3 separate regions of the Mus musculus genome follow, and regions 2 and 3 are each linked to region 1. The links are chromatin contacts, called in public HiChIP or PLAC-seq and promoter capture Hi-C maps. All regions are on one chromosome and are shown on one strand. Each heading gives the region's core, a stretch centred on a gene start, on an enhancer-like site or on the middle of the called end of the contact. The rest is flanking DNA. Distances are from core to core; before and after follow the strand shown. Region 1 holds the start of Nr2c2 (nuclear receptor subfamily 2, group C, member 2). Region 2 has its middle 26 kb from the start of Gm38860. Region 3 overlaps Iqsec1 (IQ motif and Sec7 domain 1).

What was found. Promoter capture Hi-C pulls out the DNA fragments that hold promoters and counts their contacts. HiChIP or PLAC-seq counts read pairs in DNA pulled down with a chosen protein or histone mark.
Region 2: a promoter capture Hi-C map of hippocampal neurons shows a contact between it and region 1, with 8 times the contacts expected there. The contact joins the enhancer-like site here to the promoter of Nr2c2 in region 1. A contact is called at or near these places in 4 of 39 promoter capture datasets (hippocampal neurons, liver, pre-B cells and 1 more).
Region 3: a contact with region 1 is called in a FOXA1 HiChIP or PLAC-seq map of pancreatic cancer cells. The contact joins the enhancer-like site here to the promoter of Nr2c2 in region 1. A contact is called at or near these places in 2 of 39 promoter capture datasets (neutrophils and pre-B cells), 2 of 484 Hi-C or Micro-C datasets (B cells and double positive thymocytes) and 2 of 115 datasets of contacts at active chromatin or transcription factors (pancreatic cancer cells and thymic regulatory T cells).

What each region holds. Positions count from the first base shown.
Region 1 is chr6:92,091,039-92,093,872 of GRCm38.p6, reverse strand. Nr2c2 (nuclear receptor subfamily 2, group C, member 2) reads right to left here and starts at 1,440. Exons shown (of 15, transcript NM_001347342.1): 1 at 1,059-1,440.
Region 2 is chr6:90,982,892-90,985,835 of GRCm38.p6, reverse strand. It overlaps a transcript of Iqsec1 not described here. Among named protein-coding and RNA genes, the nearest start is that of Gm38860, 26 kb to the left of the region's middle. Within about 2 kb of position 1,520, at least 27 of the 459 cell types and tissues checked have an H3K27ac peak or open chromatin away from gene starts, as enhancers often do. A contact at or near this core is called in hippocampal neurons, where this site is marked.
Region 3 is chr6:90,748,552-90,751,327 of GRCm38.p6, reverse strand. All of the region lies in intron 1 of Iqsec1 (IQ motif and Sec7 domain 1), which reads left to right. Among named protein-coding and RNA genes, the nearest start is that of Iqsec1, 60 kb to the left of the region's middle. Within about 2 kb of position 1,522, at least 76 of the 459 cell types and tissues checked have an H3K27ac peak or open chromatin away from gene starts, as enhancers often do. A contact at or near this core is called in pancreatic cancer cells, where this site is marked.

The DNA of each region.
Region 1 (2,834 bases), core at 191-2,690:
TGGGAAAGGGGGTTGTCACTTTATTTCATGAAGATTCTATCACCTCATAAATATTCAGGAAAACTTTAAAATCCACAGTGTAGAACTCACTGGGCTGCAAGTCACTTTGGGACAGCTTATTCCAATCTCTTTTTGGAAATGTTTGCTTGGCTTAACTTACACTGTCTCTTGAGATATCCAAAGAAAGAATTAAAACTGAGACTGCTCATATTATTAAAAAGGTATTGTTTGATTTCAAATATTTTATTTTGGATACCGGATCTTATAGCCCAGGCTGGCCTAAAACTCTATGTAGCCAAGAATGACACTGAAACTTCTGATCTGCCTCCACCGCCCCAGTAACTGGGATTACAGATATGCAGCACTACATAAGTTTATGCAGTGCTAAGGATGAAACTTGATTTCCTACATGCTAGCCAGCCCTTCCTACTATGTTATATGCACAAATATTTTAGTCATCAGACTTTCCAATGGAAGCTAACATTATATTTTGTAAAGTTTGTTTTCCACTTTGATAAATGAGATTTTCAGTAGCTTCATAGCATCAATCAATTTTATCTCTGGGAAAGATAAATATGTTAAAAGAATGCCTACTGAAGTCCAATTCAAATTCCCTGCTTAGTATAATGGACATTTTATTGCTGGGCATGCTATCCCAACTGTCAAGTTCGGGTAAAAATGCACCAATTAAATATGCAGCACTTAGCTATCAATAGTATCAGCAACAATTTACTCAACAAAAAGTGTGGGAAAATCTTCCCTTCCCATCTTCAAGCTTGCTATCCAGAACCCAGCTCTTTTCCTGAAATCTATTCAAACATTCAGTGAAGCCTGACTTCCTCACCATCCAATTAAATTAATGCCCTCACGATTCCTTCAGCACATCATCCAGTTTCTTCCATTCTCTGACCATTCTCTGAGCCTTTGTATCCCCTCGGCATCCAAAATTCTGGGGGGAGAATGGCTCCTTGCCCAGGTCAGTTGAATCTCTGGAAGTAGTGTCCTAGTGTCTAAAGCTACGCACAACTGTGTTTAATGAAAGTAGGAAAGAGAATCACCTCACAAGTTTTCCACTCCAGTTGGTTCCTTATATATTTCCACATCACCATTTTGGGACTAGGGATGTTACTCAATGGCAGGGCCGTCCCCAGCACCACAATAAGACGAAAAAACTAACACCACCATTTGCAAATTACTTTTGAGGCTGGCAGAGTAGCTTGGACTCCATTTTCAGAGAACAGTCCCTCAAACAATGCTGAGGAGAGAGGCGAGGCTTGGCAAGAACGTCTGGTGTCCCAATTTCATGGACTGAAATTGAGCCCGCCAGAGGGGCTCCGTCCAGAGTCGTGAGGAAAGCGCGAACCCCGGAGAGCCTCCAAGTGCCGACGAACTCTTCCCTTCTGGCCGCGCCATGGGTTCAAAAAGCATCACCAGCTTCCCAGCCCGAGACCCACCAAGTTCCTCAGAGGCTGGCCCGCCCGGCCTCACACCCCGCACTAGCGGCCCCCGGGACCTCCCTCTCCCACCTGGACCAACCAGCACAGCCCCGGGGGCGGTGCCGCAGGCCGTGGCCCTCCTATAAGGGGGAACGATTGGCCAGCCCGGCCGTCACTCAGGAGGTCGTGCCCTGCCCACGCCTCCCTCCCTCCCCTTCCACCCTCCTAGTCCGGAAAAACGGCGGTTGGGCCAGGGTGGCAGCCAACGGCAGGCGGGGAGTGCTGGGGTGAGGAGCGGGGAACACAGGAAGAAGCGGGCAGGCCGGGCGCGCGCCGAGGGGAGCCTGGCCGGCGCCGCGGGGACAAGATGGCGGCGCTGGCGGAGGGCCAGGCGTGAGGCGGGGCCGCGGACAGTCCCCCTCTCCGCCCCCGCGGCGCGCGGCCGGCCCGGTCAGGACAGCGGCTCGCCGGGCTCGGCCGCGGGAGGGGAGGGGAGTGGAAGAGAGGGGAGGGAAGGGTGCGGCCCGGCCCACTATGCAAAGCGCCCGCTGCTGCCGCCGCCACCGCCCCGTGGCAAAGGTAAAAGGCCGCGTTCAGCCTCCGCGGCCTCCATGGCGGCGCAGGCCTGCCCTCCTCCGCCGTGCCGCGCTGCGCCGCGCCGCGCCGCGGCTTGGCCCGGCGGGCTTGCTCTTACCTCAGGGTCGGGCGCCACCACAACCGCGGAGCAGATCCCGTGTCTGCGGCCGGCGCCCCCGGCTAGGAGGGCAGGGCGCGGGCCGGGCAGGCGCCGGAGGGCAGGAGCCCGGGGGCTCGGGCGGCCGGGACGCCGCGGCGGGCCGGTGCGGAGCGGGGCGGCGGGCTGGGCCCTGGCACCGCCGGGGTCGCGGAGGGACCGCGCTTTGTTATTGTTTTTGTCAGTGAAAGGTCAGAGTTCGTGACCCCGGTGCCGCTGCCGCCGCCGCCCGCGCGCTGGGAGGAGGAGGGCGAATGTTCCTCTTCCTCTTCCCGGCGCCAGCCTCACCGCGGCGGCGGGGGGCGGGCGAGCACGCGATTGGCTGAGCGCGCGCGCGCACCGGAACGCCGCCGCTGCCGCTGCGGCCGCCGCCGGAGCTGAGGCCCGCAGGCCTGGGCCGGGCAGGTGCGGCCGATCCCGTAGGCACCGCTTGCAGGCTGGAGAAGCGGGCCCTTGCCTGGCGCCGCGCCGAGATGTTGCAAGCGAGCGGTGTCCTGGGAGTGCACTGAGCTCCCGGTACCTTCCTTGGGATGGATGGTAGCTTTCTGTTTTAAAGCTCCGAGGATGTGCATGCCTCTGGCCGGACCAGGCAAGTGTGCAGATGCCCCAGGCCCATTTTTAAAACAGGTGCTTAGCCTTGGAGCCCAGACTTGTGCAGTCCCGTG
Region 2 (2,944 bases), core at 271-2,770, 1.1 Mb after region 1:
TTTTCCCTAAGGTAACACACACACACACACACACACACACACACACACACACACACACACACAGAGGTGGTGGTGGTGGGACGCAATAGGCACCTGGTAGGTAATTCATGCAGGCTAGATTCTTCCCATGTCTGTCAGTTTCTCAATTCTTTAGATCAGCTGAGCCAAAGCAGGAGGTGGAAACTTAAAGGCTAGGTGCAAGAGATGTGCAGTGGGGGATATGGAGCTGTGGCAAAGGGTTGCTGGAGCTAACAGCTGTTATTAAGCTGAGTTTCCAGAGGTGACAGAGCAGAATAGGGCCACAGTTTGGGGGGAAATGGAGCTAGGGGATTGGCCTCTACTTTCTACCTTTGGGCAGAGGATAACAACATTCTCAGGCCTCCCTATTTGCATATAGTGGCCCTGAGAAGAGCCGGTCTGACAAGCATGCTGGTTGAGCAAGACCTGACTGACCTTTTACTAAGTAGCTGGTAGCCACTGCAGCCTGAGTTAGGAGCTCCCTTCTCACTATATAGATGAGCTTCAGGGGTCCATTGCTTTCCCTGAGACAAGAGTGAGCTTGATAATTACCTCACTAGGCACAGATGCCTAGACATGCTAGAAGCTTTCAATCCCAGAAACTTTAAGCTCTTCCTCAGAGGGCTTTCTTGAATGTCTTGACCTCTAGTACCAAGAGTCATTATTTATTCCCAGCACTGGGGGAGAAGATTAAAACAGGGAAGAAATCCATTCATTCATGGTGCCTTTGCTATCTGGGAGTTATTTGCTTCTGTTGTTATTGACGTTGATTTTCCCCTGACATCAGCACTCATTTATGCAGTGTGCAGTCAGCTACATTCTAATGATCCATTTCTAGAACCACATTTCCCTCACTAGAGCTTGGGTACCTAGTGGGTGCTCAGAGTATATAGCCTGAATGGGTAAGCCAGGGAAGACAAGAAGTATTGGAATCATCAAACCGCAGGTGCGAATGAATGTATTGAACCAAGTTTAAGAGAACATGGCAATATCCCCTAAGGGTTTGCTGTGTGCTCATACCTTATGTGTCATCACTCCTATCAGGCAAAGACAGGCTCCCATTATACAGATGTGAAACCTAGGCTTAGAGGGATCACATGCCTTGTTTAAGCTCTGTCTGGTCGTCAGCCAGTGTTGGATCTCACGCTGTTTGGCTCCTGATCTTGCTCACCTCCTGCCTGACTTTCACACTGTGGAATGATCAGACCACTTCTCAGGATTCTTTTTGGCTCCTGGCCAGTGCTTGAAGGTGCACAGCATGTTTGGATCCCTTCTGCCCCATTGAATCTTGTCACCAATGCAGTGCTTTTGGTGGTGATTGTGTAAAGGGGAAAAGGTAGAAGAAGGTGACCCCCTTTTAGCCTTTGATCTCCTGAAGTTTCTTGGCAGAAGTAAACATCAGCCTCAAGTGGCTGGGGAGAGGCCCAGTGGAACAGCCTCTTCCGCCTTCTCATCTGCTCCAGCCCTCAAGGGCTGTCACATCACACATCACTCTGAGAGGACGTTTTTTCTGAAGCTCTGAGTTGGTGACTCACTCTGGGGGAGGTTTTCAGTGGCATTCAGTGTCTGTTGACTTACCAAACAAAGTGCTTTTCTGGGTTTGTGGTGACATTAACCATGATGGTGGTGCTTCATTTCAGGGGCATGCTCAAGGGTGGCCGTAGAAGAGGGGGTGGCAAGAGGAAACTGGACTGTCCTAATTGGCAGCAGGCAGATAACACAGAAAGCACTATGATGGTCCTGGCAAGGAGCCTTTGAGTTGTGTTCTTCAAAGTGGTTAGAAAGTACCAAAACTGGGGTGTAGGGGCTAGGAAGCAGAGTGCTCTTATGCGCAGATTCCTTTCTCCCTAGGAGCAAAGACTAGGGGTCTGGAAGAGGATAGGAAGGCCTTTTTTCTCCTCACCTGTAACTGTGGCTGAGAAACTGGTGGCAGGAGACCCTGTGGTTATATTTCCACTAAATAATATTCTCCTTCTCCCAGCTGAGATAAAGGCTGGATCCAGTGCTGAGAAGATGTCCCTTTGTCAGGAACAAGCTGCACCACACTTTGGGACACTTGTCCTAGTTGGACAAAATGTATTAAACTGTAAGGGATCAGGGTGAGCCATTCTTATTTTTCCAGCAGATGGTAGAGTCCACAGAAAGATGAGGGAGTGTTTTTCTGAAGCTCTCTCCCAGCCGTCTGACAAGCTAAGCAAATTATTATTTTACAACCCAGAAAGTAAATCAGGGAATGCTTCTTTATCTAGCTGGCGCTGAGAGAAATAGTGAGTGGTGCAGTGTGTGAATTGCAGTTGAGAGCTGCTGGTGCTTTTGACGTGAGTGTTCACACCAGATACAGGCCACTGTGCCTGCAGAAACCTCAGACCTCAGGGCTTCGCTATGGGGAGGGAGGTGTGGTGAGCGCTTGGCCACAGGAGGCAGGCATTTGGGAACATCCATATGTTGTGTCATCAGGATGACTATCTGTCAGTTATTTTGTCTATAACATTGCTTTGACAGCTGATTGGATTGTTTGTGCTACTTTATTTTTTTATAGAAGAGCAACACTTGGCTTAACTTGGGAAGTACACAGTTCTGTGCTTGTCTGGGTGTCAACAGGAATAATTACCACTGAGCCAGCAGAGAAACAAACATAGACAAACTGGGAATTTGTCAAAAACTGGAATCAAAGAAGGTGAAACTGACCTATCTGAAAGGGAGTACGAGCTACTGATGTAGTTATGAGACCATCTGAGTTCAGTGGATCTCCTGCTTGCAGACGTTCACCCAGCATAGACACATGCTAGTCTGCAGACCAGATCTCCCCAACTATAGGCTAAGTGTGGCCAAGTGATATGGTTGGAATTCTTGTGTACCAAGTCTATGGAGCTGATAACTCAGAGTTATGCAGAATTCACTGGTCAGTAAGTATTGTGCATGGAAA
Region 3 (2,776 bases), core at 273-2,772, 1.3 Mb after region 1:
TATCTGGAAAAAAAAATGGCTTAATAACCATCCTGGCATAGGTGAGAAAAGTTAACCAATGCCTGGCCCAGATGGATTTGCCTGCCTGTCAGGGTGGGTACCTAAGCATCTTCCTCACCACCACCTTCCTGTTCCATGAGCTCAGCTGAGTGAGTTGTTATCTGGCCAACAGTGTACCTAGCGAATATCTCCTAAGTGCCCTCTGTGTGTTTGGCCCAGAGTAGAGGTGGTGGTGGTGGAGGGGGCAAGGGTAGTGGAACGCCTTCCTCTTGGAATATCTGGGGCTCAGGAAATGGACCACAGAGTGAAATGTGGCTGTGTGGTTTTGAATGACTTCTTGGGTGGTCACAGGGGACCTGAGTCCAAGATCAAGGAAGCCACTGGATGAAGGACCAGCTGGGGATTCGGGTTCTAAGGACAGAGGGACTGGGAACTTCCAGCAGTATCCCCAAAAAGGAGGGTGTCTGGTTGGGCACAGAATCTGGAGCCACTCCACTGTTGGATAGTGCTCACCTTGTTCCCTCAGCACAGACTGGAAGAGGACCACACTCTAGCTACAGTGATAGGGAGGTAACCTGGCTGGCCCTGGAGTCCCAGACTAAAGGTGAAGGGGACAGCAAAGAGCTGTACTGGGGAGGGTGGGGAGAGGTTGGGGGGGTAGTGGAGATCAGACTCGTTCAGTCATCACGTAAAGCAGAGTTTTTCAACATGTGTCAGGACCCCTTGAGGGTTGAATGATCCTTTTATAGGGGTCACCTAAGATCATCAGAAAACACAGATATTTACATGATGATTCATAACAGTATCAAAATTATAATTATGAAGTAGCAATGAAAATTGTTTTATAGTTGGAGTTACCACAACATGAGGAACTGTATGAAACGGTCTCAGCATTAGGTTGAGAAACATCATGTTAGATAGAGGTCCTGTGAGAGTGTTTGAGGGGGAGTGGGGCAAGCTGGGTACTTAAAACAAGCAGAACATGATAAGCTCCAGGCCAAAGGGATGAGGTAAGGGGTGGGACCCAGAACACAGAGAGGCGGGTCAGCTCAGCCTCAGCTTTAATCCTGTTGCTTCATCTGCTTTCAGAGACATGGCAGAGATAAGGGTGAACTCCACCCACTGGGTCACTAGGGAGAAGTGAAGGGTAGGGGCAGGGCAGGGCAGGGTTAAGGGGCCTCTAGAAAGAATGTGGAAAACCTGGAATTGGGTTTTGTTTTCATATTTTATTTTTATTTTTATTTTTATTTTTTACAGTGCTGAAAGTAGAACCCAGGGCCCTAGGCATGGTAGGTAAGCACTACCACTGGCCACATGACCTCACATTCCTGTCGTTCCTTTTGTCCTCCCTGTACTACCAGGCCTGGCTCTTTTCTCTTCTCTTCCTGTCTCCATTTTCCTCTACCTTCTTTTCTGGGCTCAAGCCATGCTTTTCTCTTAGCCTTGTCCATAGCTAGGACAGGCCAGAGCTATCAAGGACTGTTGGATGTGCATCTAGCTCTCATCTGTATAAGGACTAGTCCAGCCACAGCTTCACTGGAGTCTCGGGCGTTGATGACTCACCAAATGCTTTGGAAGTTGAGGGAGGAAAATTACTTTGGGTTTGAGGCCAAGCTGCAAAAAATTGCCTCATTGATTTCTCACGACAAATCCTGAAAGCATGGGTGCAAATCTCATCTCTTTATTGGCATCTGGTTTTGGTTTTGGTTTTGGTTTTGTCTTTTCAGCAGTGGGGATTAAATTGAGGGCCTCATGTATCATAGGTTAGTGCTCTACCACTGAGCACCATGCTCAGCTATCTCTTTTTGCTTTTTGAGACAGGATCTCACTAACTTATTCAGACTGGCCTCGAATACTTTCTATAGCCCAGTCTAGTCTTGGGCTTGGTGATTCTTCAGTTCTCAAGTGGCTGGACTCTAGGCCCACACTGCCAGTACTGGCTTTAACTTTGTTTTGCAGCTGGGGAAACTGAGGCAGCCAGGTGTGTTGCCAGAATTCTTTTCTGAATTCTGGGAAGTAGCAGCATCAGAATTGGAATCCAGAACTTACCTTTCCTTTGAGGTTGAGGGTGTGTATCCCAAACACTGACTTAAAAGAGACTTCAGTATTTCATATCAAGCTGAGCTCATTGTTTCCATGCCTTCCTTCTGGCTGCAGCTGATAGCCTTACCTCTCCCTCATCTGCAAGATCATCTGAGAGCTAGTCCCTACCAGACCCAGAGCTGCTATCCATCTGGTCTGCCTGGAAGATGGCCCTTTGCTAGCAGCTCCCAGCCTTCTTCAGAGTGGTCAGTGTCCCCTGCAAGCTCAGTAAGTCAGAAATATGGGTATGATGACACACCCTCATATCCCTCACCTCTTCTAGCCTCTTCTCATGCACACAGCTGTGAACTGGAAGGGTATCTACCATTTCAGGGAAGACCAGAGGAAGACAAATCTTTGGAAGAGTGACTGTAGGCAGGGTCTCCAGCCTCTTCATTTCTGTTTCTTCATTTCTTTGAGATGGACAAAGATTCCCATTAGGACACACACTGTGTCATTTACTTGGAAGGCTCCAGGAAAAGTTGGCCATGAGGCTACTGCCCATCAGAAATTCATCTGTATGTCGGCTGGAGCTAGACTCAGAGAACAATCCCAGCATCTTCCCCAGTTCCCTCCCTCTGACCATGTGGGTCTATGGTTTATTTGAAAACTTTTGAGTTCCCTGGGATTGTGGAGACTGCTCTTGGCCCAAAGCAGAGCCCATGCTTCAGGGTCTCAGCTCTACAAACAGGTA